Linked DNA regions of Zea mays: region 2 is linked to region 1. Evidence: chromatin contacts called from public Hi-C data. All regions are on one chromosome and are shown on one strand. The core of a region is the stretch at or near the end of the contact, and the rest is flanking DNA. Distances in the headings are between cores, read along the strand shown. Region 1 has its middle 51 kb from the start of LOC103640318. Region 2 holds the start of LOC100277584.

The links. A called contact is a pair of places that touch in the nucleus more often than the background predicts.
Region 2: a contact with region 1 is called in a Hi-C map of leaf, with 5 times the contacts expected there. The contact joins the promoter of LOC100277584 here to the enhancer-like site in region 1. A contact is called at or near these places in 2 of 25 Hi-C or Micro-C datasets (leaf and tassel).

The regions. Positions count from the first base shown.
Region 1 is chr9:136,520,505-136,524,688 of Zm-B73-REFERENCE-NAM-5.0, forward strand. No RefSeq gene overlaps it. Among protein-coding and RNA genes, the nearest start is that of LOC103640318, 51 kb to the left of the region's middle. Within about 2 kb of position 1,842, at least 15 of the 20 cell types and tissues checked have an H3K27ac peak or open chromatin away from gene starts, as enhancers often do. A contact at or near this core is called in leaf and tassel, where this site is marked.
Region 2 is chr9:136,737,797-136,742,011 of Zm-B73-REFERENCE-NAM-5.0, forward strand. LOC100277584 reads left to right here and starts at 1,893. Exons shown (of 2, transcript NM_001151102.1): 1 at 1,893-2,170; 2 at 2,428-4,128. The coding sequence starts at 1,991. The coding sequence ends at 3,885.

The DNA.
Region 1 (4,184 bases), core at 592-3,091:
CATTTTGTCACGACTACAATCTTGCTCCTTATGTATTTGATTGATTGCCATCATAAAATCCTGTTAAACTCAGACGCCAAGTGCAATAGCTACTTGTATATTGAGTAGTAATATGACTTATATCATGCAATGTTATTGGAGACAGAAAAATGCATCTATAATATGTATTTGAACTTCTCACCTTTTGGGTAACACTTACATCGATCCTTTAGGGTGCGTTTGGTTGAATGTACAAAGAGGGATGGAATAAGGCGACCACGTTTTCTATAGTGTTTGGTTGAGAGTCAACCGAAGGGGAGGTGAACACCGGAGTGATTTTTAGGGGCGGTGTGATCCCAAAAAATCGAGGGGACGATGACGCCTCTGACTCATCCTACTTTGACCTCAAATCAAACACACCAAGTAGTTTAGTCAAATCTGAGCCCGAACTAAAGTAGAAACTGAGTTTGAGTCTGGGTCGGTCGTAGTCGGAGTTGAAGTTGGAGTGGAATCGAGTCCAAGTTGATTCATGCATCTGTGACTGTGAGTAACTATCATAAATTCATGATACAATTTATGATGGACGAAATTGTTTCCTTTGCATCACGACGGCTAGAAGCTGAGGGCCGCGCGCAGACTTAGCCAAGAGCTACAACGCGTGCGTCCAGAGCCGCGGATGCTCCCATCGGTTTGGAGTGTGCGGAAATTTATTTCATCGTGAAGACATGCTCCTTGCCCCATTATGAAAACTACGCACATGTAGGCTAAGGATATGTAGACTCTGGTTTAAGAATGATACAATCTTAAGACTTCGAAACATAAATACAACTAAGATACAATATATATATATATAGAGTCGTAAAGAGACATGCTTTTTATAGAGAGTCCGTCTCTAATATTTTTTTTCACTAAAACTCTTAGAGGTCCCTCAAAAGACCATATTAAATAAGGTTGTACATATACTGGTTGTACATGTACTGATCGAGACTACAAAACGACCGACCCATTCAATTCAAGTGGGCATAAAAAGCTCCCGAACGCAAAAAAAAAAAAAAAGGGTTCGGGCAAGTTGTACAAAGGGATGGCAACTCTAATCGCCGAGCGGCCAAAGCTAAGCATGAGATCGTATTCAATCCCGTAGGCCTAGAAAGCAACCGACCGAGCCTTTACGTCACGCCACCAATGCCCGTGTCGTCTGCCTGCCGTGCCCCAACGAGAGTTGCTTCACTCACTTGCCGTTGCTGACCTGCGCTCCTGCTGCCCTCGTGATCTCTCACCGTTGCAGTAGCTAGGACCCTCCTCGTGGGTCATGGCCAACTGGCCGCGCCGTCTCTCGCCGAAAGATACGATGGGTAGTGGGATGAGGCGACGAGCTACTGCAACAAATAGCCGCCCCGACCCATCGCCGGAGAAAGGCGATCGATCCCACCTGTACCTCTTGCATTGCCGCCCAGGACCCATGTGATACTCTGATACCGATGGTTAGTGTTATAATATAAAAGTATACGTAATGTTTTATAATCTGGTACTATATATAATTGTTACCGCACGTCTCGATGTCTCTGTAGAAAATGGAACGAGGTCTCGACTCTCCATTATGTAGGATAATGAATCACGATTCAAATATTTCTTCGTAAATTGTTAGAATTCTTGATTAATTTTAGTTAAAAATAAATAGAAATAAAGAGTATGATCTTTAAATTTTAAAATGTAAAATTTAGAGTCAACTGTCACCGGATTTCTCGCCGCCGTCGCTTGTTTGGCACGGTTCCGAAGAAAGCCAAATTCAAAGTTTCTTACTCTCTCATTATCAGAGTACAAAATACAACAAGGAGCCGTTAAGGGCCTCCCTCCATATGGGCCACATAGGATCAGCTACTCGTTGATTCATTTCGGTCCAAACGTATTTGGGTTCGTCTTCCGAGGCCCTTCAAATCTCCTGTCTATTATGAATTTAGTCATTTTTATATTTACTTTAATCTAAATTTTATAGTAAACATACAGCGAGGTATAAATGTAACACGGTTGTTGTCAGCACCAAGCACATACATAATCACTATGCTTATATAAATTATTATATTGAATTTTACAAATCTAGGCATTAGGCTGTACCTAGCTACTCAAGACAGTGATTGCTCTATTCACACAAGTTGATGGTGTGTGTTACACGAGTTGACAACGTGTGTTGCTCAAATTAACGAACTACAATAGGTACAGATAGATGTTTCCTGCGTTGTCACCCGCCATCCACGATAAAGCGGAAGAAGACGATCTAAGGCAGCATCCAAAAGAAGAGGACGATTAGCGAGTCCTTGCGATCCCCCACTACAGGAATCCCGTCGATTCCCGTCGGCCAGATTAATTCCTGTCGGCTAGTAAAAAAGCCGACGTGAATCAATTAATTTCCGTCGGCCATCTAGTAGCCGACGGAGGTTAAGTTATTCCCGTCGGTCACGTCACAAAGCCGACGTGGGTTAATTTATTCCCGTCGGCCACGTCACAAAGCCGACGGGGGTTAAGTTATTTCCGTCGGCCACGTCACAAGCCGACGGGGATTAAGTGTTTTAGAGCCAGGCCGCGGACGCGCGCGGGCTCATTTCTTCTTCTCCACTCGAACCGCCGCCGTCTGCTCCCCGACCACCCGACGTGCGCAGCCCCCGCCCGAGCGCCGCCGAGCCCAGCCCCGACCGAGCGCCGCCCCAGAGCGCCGCCATGCGTGGCCGCACCCGCCCGTGCACCGCCGCCCCCTGGTCCGGCTCGAGCGCCGCCGCCCCCCCGCTCGCCCTGGAGCGCCGCCGCCCCCGCCCGAACGCTGCCTCTAGCCCCCGAGCGTCGCCGTCTCCAGCCCGTCGTCGTCCACCGTTCGCCCGTGTACCGACGCGCCGTTCAGCAACCGCAGGCTCGTTGAGGTATAATCCTACCTATATGTAAATACATGTGATTATTTTCATCGGTTTTTATGGCCGACGGGAGTTAGCTTTCATGTGATTAGAGGTAGTTTAATATAACATGTGATTAGAGTGTGATTAAAGTTAGTTTAATATCACATGTGTGGCTTAATGTTAGGTAAGTATTAATTCTGTTATTATAGTAGATTAACTTATGCTATTGAATTGTTGAATTTAATGTTATTTATTGATGTAATGATAAATTTGATGTTCTAAAAATATTATTTAATTTAATGGATTTAATGTTGCAAATATTGTTTATTTTCGTCGGTTTTTATGGCCGACGGGAGTTAACTGTAATGCGATTAAAATTTATTTAATATTGTTATTTGTTAGTATGATTTGACCTAAATTTGGATGTTGCAATATTGTTAATTAATGATTATCATGTTAATGTGATGAAGGTGATGTTATGTATATATATAGTTTTACTACTTATCTATAGATGTATGTGTGACGTGTAGAAACATGAATGTCTCACACGCACTCCTTACTCGTACACACATCCGCAATAATGGGTGATAGACATGATTAGATGTATGAAGGTTTCAAGAAGGCTGGGTGTCACACAAGTGAATGGTTTACCAAGAGGGCCACAAAGGACTAGACCCTAACAACCCTGACCAGCTCTACAGCCAGACAACCACGGATCGGCTGGTGAGTTTTTGCCCAAAAGTACAAACGTTCAAAGTATAGAAATTCCTGCATTTGTAAGGTTGTGAATGATGTATAGGCGGCATATGGGCAGGAGATGGTTCGTCGCCATGACCCTGACTTCGACTGGCGACATGAACCGGTGGATCTCTCGGTGGTGTATGCAAGTGGTGGTGGAAAAGCACATGGACGGTAAGTTGTAACTTATGAAATTATATGGTTGACACTAAATTGATTATGCAGTAATTACAATTTTTGAATCACTTATAGATACGCACTCTTCGACGGATTCATTGACTCGTCGTCGGTGAGATCTCAGAGGACGAGTTCGTCTTCCCGTAGCTCATGCTCTCGTCGATCGAACGAGCAGGAGTTGGAGATTATGAGGATGCATGAAGAGATGAGACAACAACGCGAATTTATGGAGGCTTGCAATGCACATAACCAAGCGATGTATCAAGTGAGTATACATAATCTGAACTTTAAATTATTATATTTCAATACAACATCTTCAATAGTAACACATATGTATAACAGTTAATGCAGCAACATGACATGGCAACAAATATTCCACCGCCACCACAATGGAGCCAGTTTGCATCC
Region 2 (4,215 bases), core at 643-3,142, 220 kb after region 1:
TACGTTGTGGACGACTACAATATAGTCGAGTCCTCCATTGCAGCACCAACCATCACCCCTCAAGCACCTATGGTCTTTGCAACCATCCTTCAACATGAGACCTCAATCCATTTTTTCGATGTATGACCATCTCTAAAATTATTTAATGGAGTATATTTAGGATCTTTGCATCATGGAAATTAGATTTTATTTTTATGTGTAATGTAATTTTTTTATTTTTCTAGTGCTCCATTTGGATGTAATTGACGGTGAATTGGAGGGTATGAAATTGAATTGGTTCAATACCAAATCAGTCATGGTATTGAAATGGGATGCAATTCCAGTTCTATTTTTTGATGTTATTGTATTGAAGTTTGGAATTGTGTGGTCTAATTCCACGCAATATAGAGGGGTGACACTCTGTATTGAAAGATGGAGCTTCCGGTTATAGTCCAATACTAGAGATTGGGTCCCTAATTTCAAATCTCTATTCCATGTGCAATTAAACAGCAAAATTTAAGAAAACTGATCCCAATTCACAATTTCGTACCCCAAAATCTACATCCAAACGAGATTATAATGTCATTTTTATTTGTTTTATACATTATATAATTTTCTTCCTAAGTAATGTAATTTTAATTGTTCCATCAATTGTGTAGTTTTATTTTTTAAAACAATATAAATTTTGTTCTCTTTATGAACTATGTAGAGTGGATATTCTTATCTATACGTTAGATTAATGTTTTGCAAATAAAGCACGTGTTTTATTTGCAATACAAACATGTATAAGAAAAACTGATGAGAATATATCTCGTGCACATGGATGTTTAGTGCATATGATGCACATATTAAATCATCACCACTCATTTTAGATCTAACGTCTCTAGTTGTTTGATACATTTTGCCAAGGACACACTCTAACATGGTGAGATGTAGTGGTGGAAGATGTTATTTATGAATTACAATAATTAAACAGAAACGTTAGATCTGATATGGATAGTGATGATTTAATATGTGCACCATGTGCATTAAACTTTCATGTGCAACATATATGTCCTCGAATGATGCTCAATGTATAATAACGGTAAAGACATTGTAATAGTCTATAGTGTGATCGATAGCTGACGTTATAGACGGTATAATTTAATGACATCGGATCCTGTGTAACAAAAGCTCAAGCTATCAAGCTACGAGACTAGTAGTGACCGATTTAGTGTTAAATTTATAGTGCCACAAATAGGGATCAGCACCGGTTTTGTTTATATCCCATTCAGATCTTGGCAACGGTCCAGAAACGAAGAAGCCCTTGCTGTCGTCTTCTCTTCGGCAACGTTCACGTTCAGTTCCCGTGTGCTGGCACTGGCACTGGTAGGCAGAGTGAGGACGGCCGTCCAAAATCGCAGCCAAAGCAGACAAGGCCGCATCGGAGATGACGATCGCTGCAGCATCTGCAATAGGGGATGGGGCGATTGGTTTCCTCGTGATCCGCGCGCGCCACCACTGTGTGACAATGATGGAACAAGACCCGTCGCCCGGCGGATCCTGTGTTCATTTGGCTGCAGTGCGCGGGCGCGGCGGCCTGCAACGGCAACTCGTCGTACAGTGTCCCGGCGTTCGGCTGCATCGTTTTCGGGTTTTGGCGGAGCTGAGCTGAGAAGGGGGACCTGTGTGGCAGTCTGGCAGAGGAGGGAGCAGCCGCTGAGGCCTGCTGGGAAACGGTAACATGTGGCAGCCTTGTGCGTGGGGTGTGGGAACCTTTTTCTCTTTTTTTTAGTTTTTAAATTAGGAGGGGCTGTGCTCTCAACGGCCAACGGCTCCTTGGTGCGGCGGGCGGTCAACGTCTCTCTCGCCGGGGCGCTCTCCATGACTCCATCTTAAAACCCACAGCTTTCTTCCCGTCTTGGCGTCTTCCCACATATGAGTATATGACATATCCCCACTCTAGCCAAGTAGCCAGTCCTCTCTCCACTCTCCTCTCGCACCACCAAAAAAACCGGCCCCACCGTTCGCCATGAGCTCCGAAGCAGAATGCGCAGCTCCAGCCGCCGCCGCGCCGGATGGGGCGGGCGGCGGCAGGGTGGAGATCGACACGTCCGCGCCGTTCGAGTCCGTGCGGGAGGCCGTCGACCGGTTCGGTGGCAGCGCCGTCTGGAGCTCCGACCTCGTCAGGCGCATGTTCGCGCCCTCCAAGGTGACCGACCACCCGCCGCCGCCTCTTTTCTTCTCCCATTTTCTTTCTCCTCCGTCCATCCCCTGCCGTGGCATAGTCCGCTCCGTTTGCTGCTGCTGCATCCACCTGGTAGTTGATCAATGTGAGATCCGAGGTTGCTGGCTCCTCGGTTTTGCTCTACTTGCTTGGTCCCCGGAGTGACTGGCCCCAGCAAGCCAGCAACAGAGTAGATCGATGGTGCTGTTTCTTACTTTGCTTTCCATGTTTGCAACCTGCAGAAACATGAACAGTCTGACCAAGCTGCAGAGGCCATCAACGCCGAGGAGCAGGCTGCACAGCTAGAGAACGAGCTGGCAGTTAAAGAAAGGGAGACTCTTGATGTGCTCAAGGAGCTGGAGGCAACCAAGAAGATCATAGCAGACCTGAAACTGAAGATACGGAAGGAAGCCACTGAAACATCCCCTGAAGAGGCTGCTGACCAGGTTTCTGAGGCGGGAGCTCAACAGCAGAAACCTGAAAACACCAACATTGATGTGGTGGTGGACATGGAAGGTGTAGAGGAGAACCATTCAGGTTCGGTTCCGGTGGATCTCGAGCAGGCGAAGGCAAACCTGAACAGAGCTACATGTGATCTGGCTGCGGTGCGGGCTGCAGTCGAGCTACTGCGAAACAGCATAGCGAAAGAGAAAGTGTTGCTTGAAAGAGCCCGAGAGAAGCTCTCCTCTGATACTTCGTCGGTTTCTTCTTTGGAGGATGACCTGGATCAGACAGCGCAAAAGATGGAAACGCTGAAGGATCTGCAGAGGAGACGCAAAGACCCCTCAGATATTTTTGTAGAGATCAAGAAAATGACCACCGAGGTGCAGCAGCTCAGGAGCATGGCAGACGATTCGAAATCTGAGGCAATGGTGTTGGCTGCAGAAATCGAGCAGGTAAAGGCCAGCATTTGCACGGCTGAGGTCAGGTGCATTGCAGCCAGGAAGATGGAAGACGCCGCTAGAGCAGCAGAGGCCCTCGCGCTGGCCGAGATCAAAGCGCTAGTGAGCAGCGGAAGTTCTTTCGAAGGAGACACCGCTTCCGATGGAGGAGGGGTAACTCTCTCGATGGAGGAGTATTTCAAGCTGTGCTCCCGAGCTCTGGAAGCTGACGAAAGCTCCAGGAGGAAAGTGGAGAACGCAATGCTGCAGGTAGACGCAGCTGACGATTCAGAGTCCGAGTCTGTCAAGAGGCTCGAGGATGCCAGAGTGGAGGTCGAGGAGTGCAAGAAGGCGCTGCAAGAGGCCCTGAGGAGGGTAGAGGCTGCAAACCATGGGAAGTTTGCGGTGGAAGAGATTCTTCGTAGATGGAAATCTGAGAGCGGGCACAAGAGGCGGTCTCTTGGTGGCTCCCCAAGATTCAAAAGGGCGGCAGCTCACCGTCGCGAAGATTCGCACGCCACGGATATGATCTCTGATGCTTCAGACAGACCACCCAAACCAACATTGTCGATCGGGCAGATACTGAGCATGAAGCTAATGGGACCTGATGGGTACGACAAGAGTGTTTGGGATGACAAAACAGGCGAGATACCGGAGATCTCGCTCGGTCAGATTATAAACAGGAGTGGTGTTCTGTGCAGAGAGGATGTGGCTGCTCGCAGAAGAATTTCGGGGAAGAGGAAGAAGTTTGCATTGACTGGGCTTTCTGTTCTCCTGGCCAAGCAATCGAAGAACAAGAAGAAGAGAGAATCCTTTTAAGCTGGTACAAGTCGTCCCACAAATATCAGTGCTGTACTTTATAGTCTTGTGATATGCAGTTGTAGTTCAACCTTGTCATTAGTAGCTGGTTATATCGAGATATTTTGTATGAGGAATGAGGTAGTATATTTTAGTTCCTCATGTTAAATGTACCGGTAGCGATTATTTGCTGCTAATTAGAGTAGCGACTGGCAGTTCTCTGCTATGTATGCTGTTGAGGTCTACGTAATTGGACCCAAAATTTACATTTCTGCGTTTGAGGTCTATGGTCTAAAATTTGCCTTTTTTTTGTACAACATCTGAAGCACAAGCACCATTATCCTTGGTGGT